Linked DNA regions of Pan troglodytes: region 1 is linked to region 2. Evidence: chromatin contacts called from public HiChIP or PLAC-seq data. All regions are on one chromosome and are shown on one strand. The core of a region is the stretch at or near the end of the contact, and the rest is flanking DNA. Distances in the headings are between cores, read along the strand shown.

Region 1 (7,327 bases), core at 1,332-3,831, 710 kb after region 2:
TTTCTGTTTTGCAGACTGGACTATTCCTCTTTGTATATGTGTAAACCCAAAAGGAGCATGAAACGAGACGACACCAAGGTAAGTGTAAGTTCCCGATATTCCTCATAACCTGCATGGGTAGTTAATTAGAGCCATTGATTTCACAGTGAAGCTCTGCCCGCAAATATATTCCAGCCCCTGAGCTTCCCCAACTGTGAATTTTAAGTGGCTTGCTGGGTACTCTCAGGGGGATATTAAACATCATACCTGAATTTAAATTGCATTGCAGAACAGTCCAGAGGAAAGAGGTTTCTTGGGTGTAGTTTATCACATAGTATGTTTTATGGTGGGGGGGGGGGCGGGGGGCAGACGAGGGTAATATCCAATAAGTGAATGTTTCGCTTACTGTTTTCTCTTTTCCATGACTCTCATATATTAAGGATACCTACAAATTACCGCACAGATTAATAGAAAAGAAAAGAAGAGACCGAATTAATGAATGCATTGCTCAGCTGAAAGATTTACTGCCTGAACATCTGAAATTGACAGTAAGATGCACATTTTCATTCTTTGCTGCTCTCCAAGGGCGTGTTAATAGTCTGGTGCGACTCCCAGAAAATATAAGAATAAATGTAAATATAAGTTCCTGACTTAAAACTTGTGCTATACCGTACAGAGTTTCCCGCAAACTGGAGTAGGTGCTCCCAGCTGAAGGCAAGAAATCATTTATAACCTGTCTTGTGGAAAGCTCAAGAAGTAAAAGAATAGTACTTCTTTCAAAGTGTTTGCTTAAATTGCTGTGCTGAATGGACAGCCAATTAAGCCAAATGTGTGTTTTTAAGTAACCAAGTGCCCGTTTCTTTTTTGCACCACTGCAGACTCTGGGACATCTGGAGAAAGCTGTAGTCTTGGAATTAACTTTGAAACACTTAAAAGCTTTAACCGCCTTAACCGAGCAACAGCATCAGAAGATAATTGCTTTACAGAATGGTAAGTCAGTTCAGGGAGGCCAGCCTACCCTGATGAAGCGGGGCAGCCCACAGGGGAGCAGTGTCAGGACTCCCTCACCCGCACCCCATCTCTTTCCGTGGGCTCATGGGTTCCCTCTCATTTGTTAAATTGCTTATACTTTCCCTTCATTGGAACGAGCCCATTTCCCGAAGCATCCTAGAGGCTTTCAGCAGAACTCGGAGGAATCAGGATTTAAAGTGGCGGTTGCACCCGCTCCACTTTGGTTTTCAGCTGAGAGGAGAGCGCCCTCTCCCCGCTCCGCACCTCCGCCACCCCGCTTCTCTCGTCAACTGGTGGATTATATCACTTGAATACTGGGGAAAAACCGAGATCACTTTAGTCGATGCAGGGCCCACGTGATAAGCAGATGTTTTAACGTGGGTATGTTTCTTCTTGCCTCCACTCCTCCGTCCCCCACCCCCATCCCTTCCTCATCCTAGGGGAGCGATCTCTGAAATCGCCCATTCAGTCCGACTTGGATGCGTTCCACTCGGGATTTCAAACATGCGCCAAAGAAGTCTTGCAATACCTCTCCCGGTTTGAGAGCTGGACACCCAGGGAGCCGCGGTGTGTCCAGCTGATCAACCACTTGCACGCCGTGGCCACCCAGTTCTTGCCCACCCCGCAGCTGTTGACTCAACAGGTCCCTCTGAGCAAAGGCACCGGCGCTCCCTCGGCCGCCGGGTCCGCGGCCGCCCCCTGCCTGGAGCGCGCGGGGCAGAAGCTGGAGCCCCTCGCCTACTGCGTGCCGGTCATCCAGCGGACTCAGCCCAGCGCCGAGCTCGCCGCCGAGAACGACACGGACACCGACAGCGGCTACGGCGGCGAAGCCGAGGCCCGGCCGGACCGCGAGAAAGGCAAAGGCGCGGGGGCGAGCCGCGTCACCATCAAGCAGGAGCCTCCCGGGGAGGACTCGCCGGCGCCCAAGAGGATGAAGCTGGATTCCCGCGGCGGCGGCAGCGGCGGCGGCCCGGGGGGCGGCGCGGCGGCGGCGGCAGCCGCGCTCCTGGGGCCCGACCCTGCCGCCGCGGCCGCGCTGCTGAGACCCGACGCCGCCCTGCTCAGCTCGCTGGTGGCGTTCGGCGGAGGCGGGGGCGCGCCCTTCCCGCAGCCCGCGGCCGCCGCGGCCCCCTTCTGCCTGCCCTTCTGCTTCCTCTCGCCTTCTGCAGCTGCCGCCTACGTGCAGCCCTTCCTGGACAAGAGCGGCCTGGAGAAGTATCTGTACCCGGCGGCGGCTGCCGCCCCGTTCCCGCTGCTATACCCCGGCATCCCCGCCCCGGCGGCAGCCGCGGCAGCCGCCGCCGCCGCTGCCGCCGCCGCCGCCGCGTTCCCCTGCCTGTCCTCGGTGTTGTCGCCCCCTCCCGAGAAGGCGGGCGCCGCCGCCGCGACCCTCCTGCCGCACGAGGTGGCGCCCCTTGGGGCGCCGCACCCCCAGCACCCGCACGGCCGCACCCACCTGCCCTTCGCCGGGCCCCGCGAGCCGGGGAACCCGGAGAGCTCTGCTCAGGAAGATCCCTCGCAGCCAGGAAAGGAAGCTCCCTGAATCCTTGCGTCCCGAAGGACGGAGGTTCAAGCAGAGTGAGAAGTTAAAATACTCTTAAGGTCTTTAAGGGAGGAAGTGTAATAGATGCACGACAGGCATAAACAAGAACAACAAAACAGGTGTTATGTGTACATCGGAGTTCCTGTTTTGCTCATCCCTCACCACCCCACCCTCCACACACTAACATCCCTTTCTTCCCCCCACCAGCTGTAAAAGATCCTCTGCGAAAGACATTGGCTCTTTTTTTTAATCCCCCAAATAAATTTTGCCCCCTTTTAGGCCATGTTCCATTATCTCTTAAAATTGGAACCTAATTCGAGAGGAAGTAAGAAGGGTCTGTTCTGTGGCTGAGCTAGGTGAACCCCGGGGTAGGGGAAAGATGTTAACACCTTTGACGTCTTTGGAGTTGACATGGAACAGCAGGTAGTTGTTATGTAGAGCTAGTTCTCAAAGCTGCCCTGCCTGTTTTAGGAGGCGTTCCACAAACAGATTGAGGATCTTTTAGAATTGAATTTACTCTTCAGTATTTTCTAATGTTCAGCTTTCTAAAAGGCATATATTTTTCAAAGAAGTGAGGATGCAGTTTCTCACGTTGCAACCTATTCTGAAGTGGTTTAAATGGTATCTCTTAGTAACTTGCACTCGTTAAAGAAACACGGAGCTGGGCCATCGTCAGAACTAAGTCAGGGAAGGAGATGGATGAGAAGGCCAGAATCATTCCTAGTACATTTGCTAACACTTTATTGAGAAATTGACCATGAATTAATGGACTCATCTTAATTTCTTCTTAGTCCATCTATAGATAGATATCTATCTGTACAGATTTCTATTTATCCATAGATAGGTATCTATACATACACATCTCAAGTGCATCTATTCCCACTCTCATTAATCCATCATGTTCCTAAATTTTTGTAATCTTACTGTAAAAAAGTGCACTGAACTTCAAAACAAAACAAAAAACAACAACAACAACAACAAAAAAAACAAGTCCAAACTGATATATCCTATATTCTGTTAAAATTCAAAAGTGAACGAAAGCATTTAACTGGTCAGTTTTGATTGCAAATGCTGTAAAGATATAGAATGAAGTCCTGTGAGGCCTTCCTATCTCCAAGTCTATGTATTTTCTGGAGACCAAACCAGATACCAGATAATCACAAAGAAAGCTTTTTTAATAAGGCTTAAACCAAGACCTTGTCTAGATATTTTTAGTTTGTTGCCAAGGTAGCACTGTGAGAAATCTCACTTGGATGTTATGTAAGGGGTGAGACACAACAGTCTGACTATGAGTGAGGAAAATATCTGGGTCTTTTCGTCAGTTTGGTGCATTTGCTGCTGCTGTTGCTACTGTTTGCCTCAAACGCTGTGTTTAAACAACGTTAAACTCTTAGCCTACAAGGTGGCTCTTATGTACATAGTTGTTAATACATCCAATTAATGATGTCTGACATGCTATTTTTGTAGGGAGAAAATATGTGCTAATGATATTTTGAGTTAAAATATCTTTTGGGGAGGATTTGCTGAAAAGTTGCACTTTTGTTACAATGCTTATGCTTGGTACAAGCTTATGCTGTCTTAAATTATTTTAAAAAAATAAATACTGTCTGCGAGAAACCAGCTGGTTTAGAAAAGTTTAGTATGTGACGATAAACTAGAAATTATCTTTATATTCTAGTATTTTCAGCACTCCATAAATTCTATTACCTAAATATTGCCACACTATTTTGTGATTTAAAAATTCTTACTAAGGAATAAAAACTTTAATATACGATATGATATTGTCTAATAATTAAAAAAGACATAATGGATGCTCAATTAGTTTTAAGATATCTATAACTATAGGGATACAAATCACTACAGTTCTCAGATTTACAGCTTTTTTTTGTCATTGGCTTGATGTCACACATTTCCAATCTCTTGCAAGCCTCCAAGCTCTGGCTTTGTCTACCTGCTCGTTCCCAATGTATCTTAATGAAAAGTGCAAAAGAAAAACCTACCAATTAACTTGTGTGGTTTGTTTATGTTAGACCCAATTTTCTATTGTTTTAATGATTGACAAGTTTTTCAGTTTTCGTCTGTGACATCACATAGCCTCTCTAGTATGGTCAGGTGTTCCTCTTTCACTGGGTCTTGTATAAATAGATGATCACAAAGGGGTGCTTAATATGAGAGTGTTTTGGCTTTTTATAAAATAATTCTGTCATGGGACTTTATCATGGAATTCCAGGATCAGAAATAATTTCTAGACTTTTCTCAAATTTCCATTCAAATCTGTGATATGATACAAACAGTGAAGGATTGTCAGCTTTTAGTTTCAGGAATGTTCTTCACAAACCCCTTGATTTTTGAAAATGTTTAAATGAGAGTCAGATTGTATAAGATGTAGAAAAAGTGCTCCCTCTGCTGACTTTATGGCAACTGAACTGCAAGTCATAACAGTATGAAGCCAGAAGGAGCCACAGCTCATCCAGTCCCCTGCATTTCGTGATAGGAAAAAAAGAAAGGAAGCCCAGAGATATTAATTATCTTCCCAAGGTCACAGAGCTACCTAGAGTCAGCACTAGCACTAGTGGCCAGCTCTATTATATCCCTCAGTCACTCAACTACTTCCCATTGCAGTATCTTGGACCAAGTAAGCTGAACTTGATTGAGCAGCCCCCATGAAGCTTCGTAACAAACCATAGAACAAAGGAAATTGAAATCAACACTAGAAAACTATGTAGGATTTTTCAGCATTGTTAATTTATTGAACTTTAGAAAAATTATCTGAATCAGAATAATGGGAAAAACAGCATTTCAAATATTTTGAGCTATATTTTGATGCCACTACTGTAGTAATATTAGTTTCATAACCAAAAAGGATTAAAAGTGAATCAGAGGATAATACAATGTTTTTAGCATGTGTATAATTTTGGTATAATGAGATAAAAAAATCTTCAGAGTTGGGCCAGATTTTACAAGTCAGTTATTTAGTCCAAGTGCCCATATGGTAACATGGTAAGATAAAGTTAGAACAGAAATGCAAAAATAATATTGTCTATATTGTATCTGAAAATCTGAAAAAGCTTTATTTTAGTCATTGATTTATTTTAATGAATTAAAAGGCTGAAGTCATAATTCACTAAAGAGGCTTCTATACTTGTAGTGGTGAAATTTCAGCTAAAATGATTTTCCAACTTCAGGCAAATATGAATCTTGAGTCAATGTTTTTATGAGTATAGTATTATACTCATAAAAATTTAATTTTACATACATATATTTTACATAATCTTTAAAAAGATTAATTTTATATAACACATTTCTTAGCAAACTTTATATTGAATTGAAAAAAATGGCCCTTCCCTCCCCTCCAAAGAGCTAACCTTAAGCACGTTTTCAAGGCACTAGAAACAACACTTTAATAGCTATGTAAAATTTGGAGTTTTAGTTCCTATCATTGTGAAACTATTTTTCATTTAGTTCCCTGTTTCTGGCCATCCAGGCGATGACTTTGGTTATTGCCCACCACCCGAGATTTGTTCAAAAGTTATGTAAAAGGAGGCTCAGCCTACTCCTTTCTATGTCACAGGTCAATTCTTAACCTTTCCATGGAAAGTGATTGCCAGCGGAGCCTCTGGAGAGACATGGCTGGGCAAACACACGAAGGACTTTTACATTAGCTAGAAATGAACAGAGCTCTCATGAATGACTTAAGACCATCATATTGCCAAAAGCTGGCTGTACTGTTGTGATCATGGTATTTTACTTCAGGTAGCAACCTGATATTTTTCATTAAACAAAAATTCTTAACCTATTGGACCCTCAGCTCAATATATTTAGACCCACCCATTGTTCTCACTGTTATTTTAAACAAGTTCAAGATGGATTTACAGTGCATGCTAAAGTCCCATGGAAGTTCTAGTTTTTCATAGAAGAATTTAAGTAAGGGATTGACATGGGAAATTATCACATATTTTGTGTGATTAAGATGGGATTTATACTAGAAAACATGCGCAGCATGTACTTTAAAAATATGCCATTCTAGGAGTTGTACGTTTGTCTTAAAATCGAGTTTCTTATGCTCGTTCAGAGATTCCATATTGAAAACTCCAAACAAATATAAAACCACCTTTTAAATGTTGATATTTTAAAATTCTAAATTCAGTGATGCCTAGTTTGTCTGACAGGAGGGACAGTCAGTGGTTTAGAAAACTAAAACTTCTATGTTCAAATGCCAGTGCTGTTTTTCATTTTTGAATTTTAGTGGAAAGCATACTAAAATGTATTACACATATCCTCTAAATGTCTTAACCTGGACATACTTAACCTTTCTCAATAATTCAGGGTCATCATTGTAAACATCATTTTTGCACTATGCATGACATCTGGGAGTAATTGCACCTGCACCAAATTTTTTTTTGAGTTCTACCTGCTTTTTATAGGGTTTTTCAGTCTCTTTACGCACAGCTAGCCTGTCAGCTGTCACTTCTTGAAGCCTCAGAGTGCTTCCTCCATCTCTTATCTAATTTGCTACCTCTGACTTACTGTGGGCTGGGAAACCATTTAAACACTACCACACCCATTTGAAATGTGCTAAAATTAGAGTAAATAGGCTCTGACAGAGGACCTGAGGGTTTGTTCTACAAGTAAGTTGTGTGAATTTGTAGAATCTGTGACCTTTTTTATTTCCTTTAACTTCCAGATTCTCAGCTTTTTTATTTCCTTTAACTTCCAGATTCTCAGCGATGCTTCTTATGCAAATGCCTTCAAGATTACTTATGCAAATGCCTTCAAATACATTATATATTTTGC
Region 2 (7,331 bases), core at 3,740-6,239:
AAAGAGCAGACCACATCCCTCCCTGATGCTGGCCTATTGATCTAAGGAAGTCTGGAATGTGTGTGTGTGTGTGTGTGTTTCGAGACAGAGTCTCGCTCTGTCACTCAGGCTGGAGTGCAGTGGCGTGATCTCGGCTCACTGCGACCTCCACCTCGTGGGTTAAAGTGATTCTCATGCCTCAGCCTCCCGAGTAGCTGGGATTACAGGCATGCACCACCACACCCCGCTAATTTTTGTATTTTTAGAAGAGATGGGGTTTCACCATGTTGGCCAGGCTGGTCTCGAACTCCCTACCTCAGGTGATCTGCCCGCCTTGGCCTCCCAAAGTGCTGGGATTACAGGCGTGAGCCACTGCACCCGGCCGTGTGTGTATTTTTAATAACCGAAAATGACAATGACTCTAAATCTAAGAGCTCTCCTTGAAATATTATTAAAAGACAGAACATGTAGATTTGATAGAACATTTCCCTTTGTTGAAAAGGAATGATTTAAAACCCCATATTTTATTTGCACCTCATGAAGCAGACTGCTCAATAAACCAGTTACTATTAAAAATTATATTTAGGCCAGGCGCAGTGGCTCACGTCTGTAATCCCAGCACTTTGGGAGGCTGAGGTGGGCAAATCACCTGAGGTCAGGAGTTCAAGACCAGCCTGGCCAACATGATGAAACCCCATCTCTACTAAAAATACAAAAATTTGCCAGGCGTGGTGGCAGGTGCCTGTAATCCCAGCTACTCAGGAGGCTGAGGTGGGAGAATTGCTTGAACCCAGGAGGCGGAGGTTGCAGTGAGCCGAGATCGTGCCACTGCACTCCAGCCTCGGCAACGAAGAGCAAAACTCCATCTCAAAAAAAGATTATATTTATTACAAGGCAGGGAGTAAGAAAAGGGATTCACAAAACACTCAGTTGACAGATAATAGATTGCAAACCCTTTCACTTCTAGTGTTGATCTGAGGATATCCAAGTGAACACTGAATGTAAATTACCCTGAAAACATCTCCGCTAGAAGAACTCGTTACTGAAACCTTATTTTTAATATAGGCAATCCTTTGGGAGTAAACATTTCAAATATTACACCCTGCTCTATTTATTATCTCTCCCTATGGGTTTTTTAGGGCATGATAACTTGGGCTTTTGCTGAAGTGACTCATAGTCTCAGCACGGGAGACTTTTTGAATATCATTTGGTGGACTGTTCTCATCATCCAAAGTAATAAAAATATTTAAGCATTCAAAAATTCTACATTATTTATTATTTCATTTATCTATCAAATATTTATTGAAGTCATAAATGGGTACTGCTAGTCCCCATGAGGGGTAAAACATGAATTAGACACTGTTCTCATTTTCAGGATGTTTCTAGTTTGGTAAGACTCAAGATGTACAGATATAACAAGAAGGCAAGGTGGAAAGTGTTGAGAGGTACCTTAAAAGGTATGTGCCCTTAGACCAGGCAACTGAGTCCCTGACCTGGGCTCTGAGTTTTACAGGATCTTCTGGATTAAGAGGACACGCTCACCAGAAGCCTGAACTTCCTCCTCTAGCTTCTAAACTGTGTCCTGAGTGTCCAAGATCCCAGAATCTCATACATAAATTCATTTCCCCAAGTATAGAGACAGAAGCTGGAAACATGGGCCAACTCTCTCTACACTACACCACCTTTTACAGTTTATTAGTTAATTAGCAACCTTTAATATTTAGACTATGTAATAAGGGCCTCTGATACTCTCGGCATGGAAACCCACGAATGTTAGGGGGCAAGTTGGCCTGGCTATGGGAATTCAGGAGGAGGTAGAACTTTGCCTTGGCAGTATATAGGAAGTTCCACTGGGGAAGTAGAGCTTGGGCATGCAGAGGTGTGAGAAGGGAGAAGAGGAACTTCTGGCAGAGGGAACATCACACTCAAAGACATGGAGACTAAAAGTGCCAGGTTACATGTGCAAAGTCTGGCTTTCCTGAATACCAGGAATGGAAGGGCAGAAACTCAGGTTGTAAAAGGAGAAGGAGACCAGATCATGGATGGTGTGGAATACAGGACATGGTGAGTGAGGGTTTGGCAAACTGTCTCATATTCTCAGTATAGGAGAGTCTATTTAGAGTGACTGACATTCACATCTAACACTCACATCAGCAGGTAGGCCTTACTGTAGACAATAAGCTGTCATTGGAGGTTTGAGCAGTTTTGATGAGATCAACTTTGTAAGTATAAAGCTCTGGCTTGCTATGGGATAGCAAGTGGGAGAGACTGGAAGGGTGGAAACAGGCAACTGTGTAGGAGAGGGCAATGATATAGGGGAAGGTGAAAAAGAGACATATTTGAGATAATAGAAAGGAAGAACTAGGTAGAGAAACAAATAAAAAGTGATCCCAAGACTTCGTATGAATCACTTGGCCACCCCTTAGGCCACCTCTCTGTGGCCAGCTAACCATCTTTTCCATGCCAACACAGAAGAGTGACCAGCTCCAGTCCCCAGACTATATTGGATACCTCTGTGGGTGTTGAGTGGTGGGTGGTGGGGACAGGGTGAAGAGGAAGGAAGACATTGGATTTGGGTACATGGTTTGAAGTTTGCACCTGTTCATTAGCATAAACAACCACTACTTATTTTGTGTGTGTTGTCCGCAGATAGTTCGTGACTTGAAACAAAGATCATTCACAATTTTGATCAATAATTTGGGCACACGGTTTGAAGTTTGCACCTGTTCATTAGCATAAACAACCACTACTCATTTTGTTTTGTTTTTCGAGATGGAGTTTCGCTCTTGTTGCCCAGGCTGGAATGCAATGGCGCGATCTCGGCTCACTGCAACTTCCACCTCCCAGAATCAAGCGATTCTCCTGCCTCAGCCTCCCAAGTAGCTGGGATTACAGGCACCCACCACCACACCCAGCTAACGTTTTTGTATTTTTAGTAGAGACGGGGTTTCACCATGTTGGCCAGGCTGGTCTCAAACTCCTAAGCTCAGGTGATCCCCCCACCTCTGCCTCCCAAAGTGCTTGGATTACAGGCGTGAGGCACCGTGCCTGGCCAACCACTACTCATTTTGTATGTGTTGGCCACAGATAGTTTGTGACTTAAAACAAAGATCATTCATGATTTTGATCAATAATTGAGCATCCACTGGATGTATAGCACAGTAGTGCCGTGCAATATGGGGAACAATACAATGTAATGCACAGATCTCTTGGATAAACAGAAACTTCCATTTCCAGGGTCACTATGTTGTTCTGTCTCAGCTTTTTAATAACTCCTATGCCCAATGTCTTGGTGGCCCCCAACAGTGATATAATGTGTGTAGACAGAGAAGGGCTGGATTATGTAACAGGCATTTCTAAGTTGTCAAGTAACTTTTTACAAAGGAGGACACATAAAAGGAGATCTGTCAGCTGCATGCTATTACAATGACTGGGTCCAGTTTATCTCAACACACACAGGCTTTGCACTGGTGTTTCCTGGATTCAGTGTCTATTCCCTTCTATCTAGCAGGCTTTTTAAACACAAACTTTTGTTTTTTTGAGACGGAGTCTCGCTCTGTCGCCCAGGTTGGAGTGCAGTGGCGCCATCTCTGCTCACTGCAACCTCTGCCTCCCAGCTTCAAGCAATTCTCCTGCCTCAGCCTCCAGAGTAGCTGGGATTATAGGCCTGTGCCACCACGTCCGGCTAATTTTTGTATTTTTAGTAGAGATGGGGTTTCGCCATGTTGGCCAAGCTGGTCTTGAACTCCTGACCCCAAGTGATCCTCCCGCCTCAGCCTCTCAAAGTGCTGGGATTACAGGCGTGAGTCGCTGCGCCTGGCCTTTTGAATTCTGGGCTAATTCTTTCATTTTCTATTATGTGATTGTAAGTCTCAATCTAAACCATCTTTGAACTGTAAGACATGTAAGACATCTGACCGTAAGTTACATTTTGGTCAGCTGCACAATTTGACACAACATGCTTCTGCACACCCCAAGTTCCTCTGCCTTTCTACAAACTTTGCTCTGTGGGGATTACTTATGTAGCACTTTTAAATTAGGTGGCTGGTATCAAAACCGCCATACAGTTTGCCTCCACTGTGTGTTCTAGAAGGGAAGAGCAAAAGGCTTTTAAAATCATGTTCTAAGAAGAGGGCTACAGAAGCAACAGAGAAGGCGTGGAAAAGTGTCTAGCTGCGTTTTGCTTATAACGGCTGGAGCTTTAAGAGTCAGCAGCTTTAGACGTAAACAAGCCAGGGCTGTCTTGAGCCGGGGACCTTGGGCTGATGGGGGTGGGAAGGTTAACCTCGGCTTGGAGTTAAGGAAGCGCAGGAGGCGCGGCCTCGGAGGCTTAAAGCTCAGCTCCACTGAGCCCTCACCGCTGAAGGTTGGCTACAAAAACTGGCTTGCCCAAGTGACGTTTACCTCCTTGGAGGCTCGTGTCCACCTGGACATCAGCGGACGGGTCGAGTTTCATTAACGCCGCGTACTTGAGAAAAGAAGAGGAAAAAGACCACCCAAACTACATAACGAAATCGAGATCATCCTCCTTCCCTCACTCTCTTCCTTCCTCTCTTCTACTTTCTTCATCATGCATTTATTTTTTATTTGTATTTTTTTCCTTTACTTCAACGCCTACTCTTCCTTGGCCGGCAAATTACCCACCCCGCTGGGGCTCCACCTTTTCATCTCCACCAGTTCGGGGGCTCTCTCCATTGTGCCCGGGTCCTACAGTGCGCTCGCCCGGCCGCCACCTCTCACCCTCCCTGCCCCCATCAAGCTTCTTCGCGTTCCCAGGCAGCGACTGTCGCGCCTCCGGTCCGGCCTCTCCAGGGCGGCCGCACGCGCCCGCTCCCCCGCCGGGGTCCCCCGCCGCCCCTCCAGCGCCGCCCAGCGTCGCGTCCCCGCGCGGGCCGGTGCGGCGGCAGCAGAGGCTTCCCGGGTGGCCCGGCCTCCCGAGGGTCGCCCCGCCCCGGCCCAGCTCCGCCCCCGGCCGCTGCTCCCTGATTGGCCGCCCCCCCCACCTCTCCAGGGCTCCTCTCCTCCCCCTCGCCCATTGGGCACCCGCACCTGGTCCAAAAATTCCCCTGAGGGGACCGAGGGGGCTCGGCCACTTCCAGCTCCCGCCGGGCGGCTGTGACGGCCGCAGCGGGTCGCAGAGCAGGGAGTGGACACGGAGTGGGGAGCGGAGAGGGAAGGAGGAGGAGGAGGAGCAAAGGTGTTGGAGAGAAAACTTCAGAAAGGAACAGGAAACCTGCCGGGGAGGCGGCGGCGGCTGCGGCTTCTCTGGGCGCCTGGGCTGCGCTCTTCGCGGGGTGTCCGCAGCTGCGGTTTGGCCCCGGTCTGGCTTCCCCGGCGCGCACGCACGGCTGAGCCGCGACGCTCAGTGGCTCGGGCCGTGCCCTCCGCCGCGGCTCTTGGCCGCTGTAGTCCCGCGCTCCGATCCGCTTCTGCCGCGGCGGCTCCCTGGAGAGAGGGCGGCGAGGGCGCAGGGAAGAGGAGGGACGTCCACTGTGGAACATGAAGCAGCATGACTGAGAAAATGTCCAGCTTCCTCTACATAGGGGACATCGTGTCCCTGTACGCGGAGGGCTCGGTCAACGGCTTCATCAGCACCTTGGGGTAAGCGGGAGACGAGGGCTGGGCAGCGCTCGCGCTCCGGGTCCTGGGAACCAGTCCCTGTCCTTCCTCCGCCGCCCGGTCCTCCCGCTGCCGCGCGTGGTGGCCCGGCCGGGCAGGGTCGGCGCCCGCGGACAGCGCCGTGCGCTCCGCTCTCTCGCTCGCCCGCTCGCAGGAAGCTGCCCTGAGAGGCAAGACTTTCTCAGCAACTTCGTAATCTCAAGCTCAGAGACACATCAGAAAGGAGGAAGTGATTCAGAAGCCCGGAGACGGGCCCGGCGAAGAGGTCTTCGCTGGCTTCTCCCTGGGTTGTTTTGATTAAAATGTGTGCTTGTTTTCCCTGGAAGGTAAAACAAAACACCCCCCTTTTCCACCGTTTCTCGCTACCGTCCTCAGCCCCTGGTCTCTCAGTGCCGGGTTTGAAAGAGCAGTCGATAAAAGTCCGTGGCCTTGGACATGAAACTCAAGCGATGTGGTGAGCCAAAGTGTGGCGTTGTCCTGCGGGAGGAGCTCACCGTCCCCTCTTCGCTGGAGCAGTTTCCTTTTGGCCTTGCCGAACCAGGACTCGCCCCACTGGCCTGGGCAGCCCTAGGGGCATCTGCAGCGCTGTGGCCCTTGGACGTCTCTGAGGGCTTCCTGGGTTCTAGAACTCAGACCTGCTATCTCCCCTTCCCAGGCCTTGGCCCACTGAAATGCAGAGCCTCTCTTGGGATTTAGCCAAGTGAAGAGTTCTTGAGATTCGAGTTGAATGGGGGGAAAAATATATATATATACACATATATGTATATATTTATGCTTATGAATGAGGGAAATATATATTAATGTATTTATATATTTTATGTAGAATATATATTTATATATTTTATGTAGTATATATTTATATATTTTATGTAGAATATATATTTATATATTTTATGTAGAATATATATTTATATATTTTATGTAGAATATATATTTATATATTTTATGTAGAATATATATTTATATATTTTATGTAGAATATACATTTATATATTTTATGTAGAATATATATTTATATATTTTATGTAGAATATATATATATTTATATATAAAACAGTGTGCCAAATGGTTAAATAGGACTTCCTTGTTTTCTCTGTTCTGATTGGGAATAGCAGTGTGCAGTTTAATTGCACGCTGCAGTATATTTTGATGCACAGGAAATTTTTTGTTACCTCGTTGTTTCAACACTTAGGTCCCCCCGCCCTACATTTCAGGCTGTGGAACTGGTGTTTCCACTCTTGTCTGGCTACTGTTTTCAGCTGTTAGGCTTTGGGGCAGATGACTTAACCTGCAACGACCCGGGACAGTGACTTCGAGCTGTGTTATAACGGACTGCTGCCTACCAAACACTGGGACGTGGAAGTCACCAGTACTTCCACAGTTCCTGTTACTTGTGCATTCCCCCTAATGAGTGAAAGAAGGGAGGTAGATTTAATTCAATCCCTTTTCCATCAGTGTTACTTTCTTATGCAACTAAAGCGTGGTAGGAAAAACACGTTAGTGCCAAGCGCTTCTGCTGGGTTTGTGAATCATGAGCTACCACTGTTTTTGAGATCATTCATGATACAAGTTCAGTTTCTGGGCCTCCAGCAACATTTTGCAGGTGGACTCTGCTGCTCTTCACCCTCCGTAGACTCTCCAGGTGTGTGTGTGTGATGTAGTAGTTAAGCAGAGGGGGTTCCATGGACAGAATACTTGGGGTTTGAATTCTGGCGCTTCCACTTGTAAACCTT

What was found. HiChIP or PLAC-seq counts read pairs in DNA pulled down with a chosen protein or histone mark.
Region 1: a contact with region 2 is called in an H3K4me3 HiChIP or PLAC-seq map of stem cell-derived excitatory neurons, with 4 times the contacts expected there. The contact joins the promoter of SSPN here to the promoter of ITPR2 in region 2. A contact is called at or near these places in 1 of 1 datasets of contacts at active chromatin or transcription factors (stem cell-derived excitatory neurons) and 1 of 1 other capture datasets (stem cell-derived neural stem cells).

The regions. Positions count from the first base shown.
Region 1 is chr10:69,420,334-69,427,660 of NHGRI_mPanTro3-v2.0_pri, forward strand. It overlaps SSPN (sarcospan), which reads right to left and starts at 2,582. Exons shown (of 3, transcript XM_003313781.6): 1 at 2,447-2,582. BHLHE41 (basic helix-loop-helix family member e41) reads left to right here. Exons shown (of 5, transcript XM_520805.9): 2 at 15-78; 3 at 420-527; 4 at 858-969; 5 at 1,431-6,329. The coding sequence ends at 2,533.
Region 2 is chr10:68,703,787-68,711,117 of NHGRI_mPanTro3-v2.0_pri, forward strand. ITPR2 (inositol 1,4,5-trisphosphate receptor type 2) reads left to right here and starts at 4,990. Exons shown (of 58, transcript XR_010148345.1): 1 at 4,990-5,580.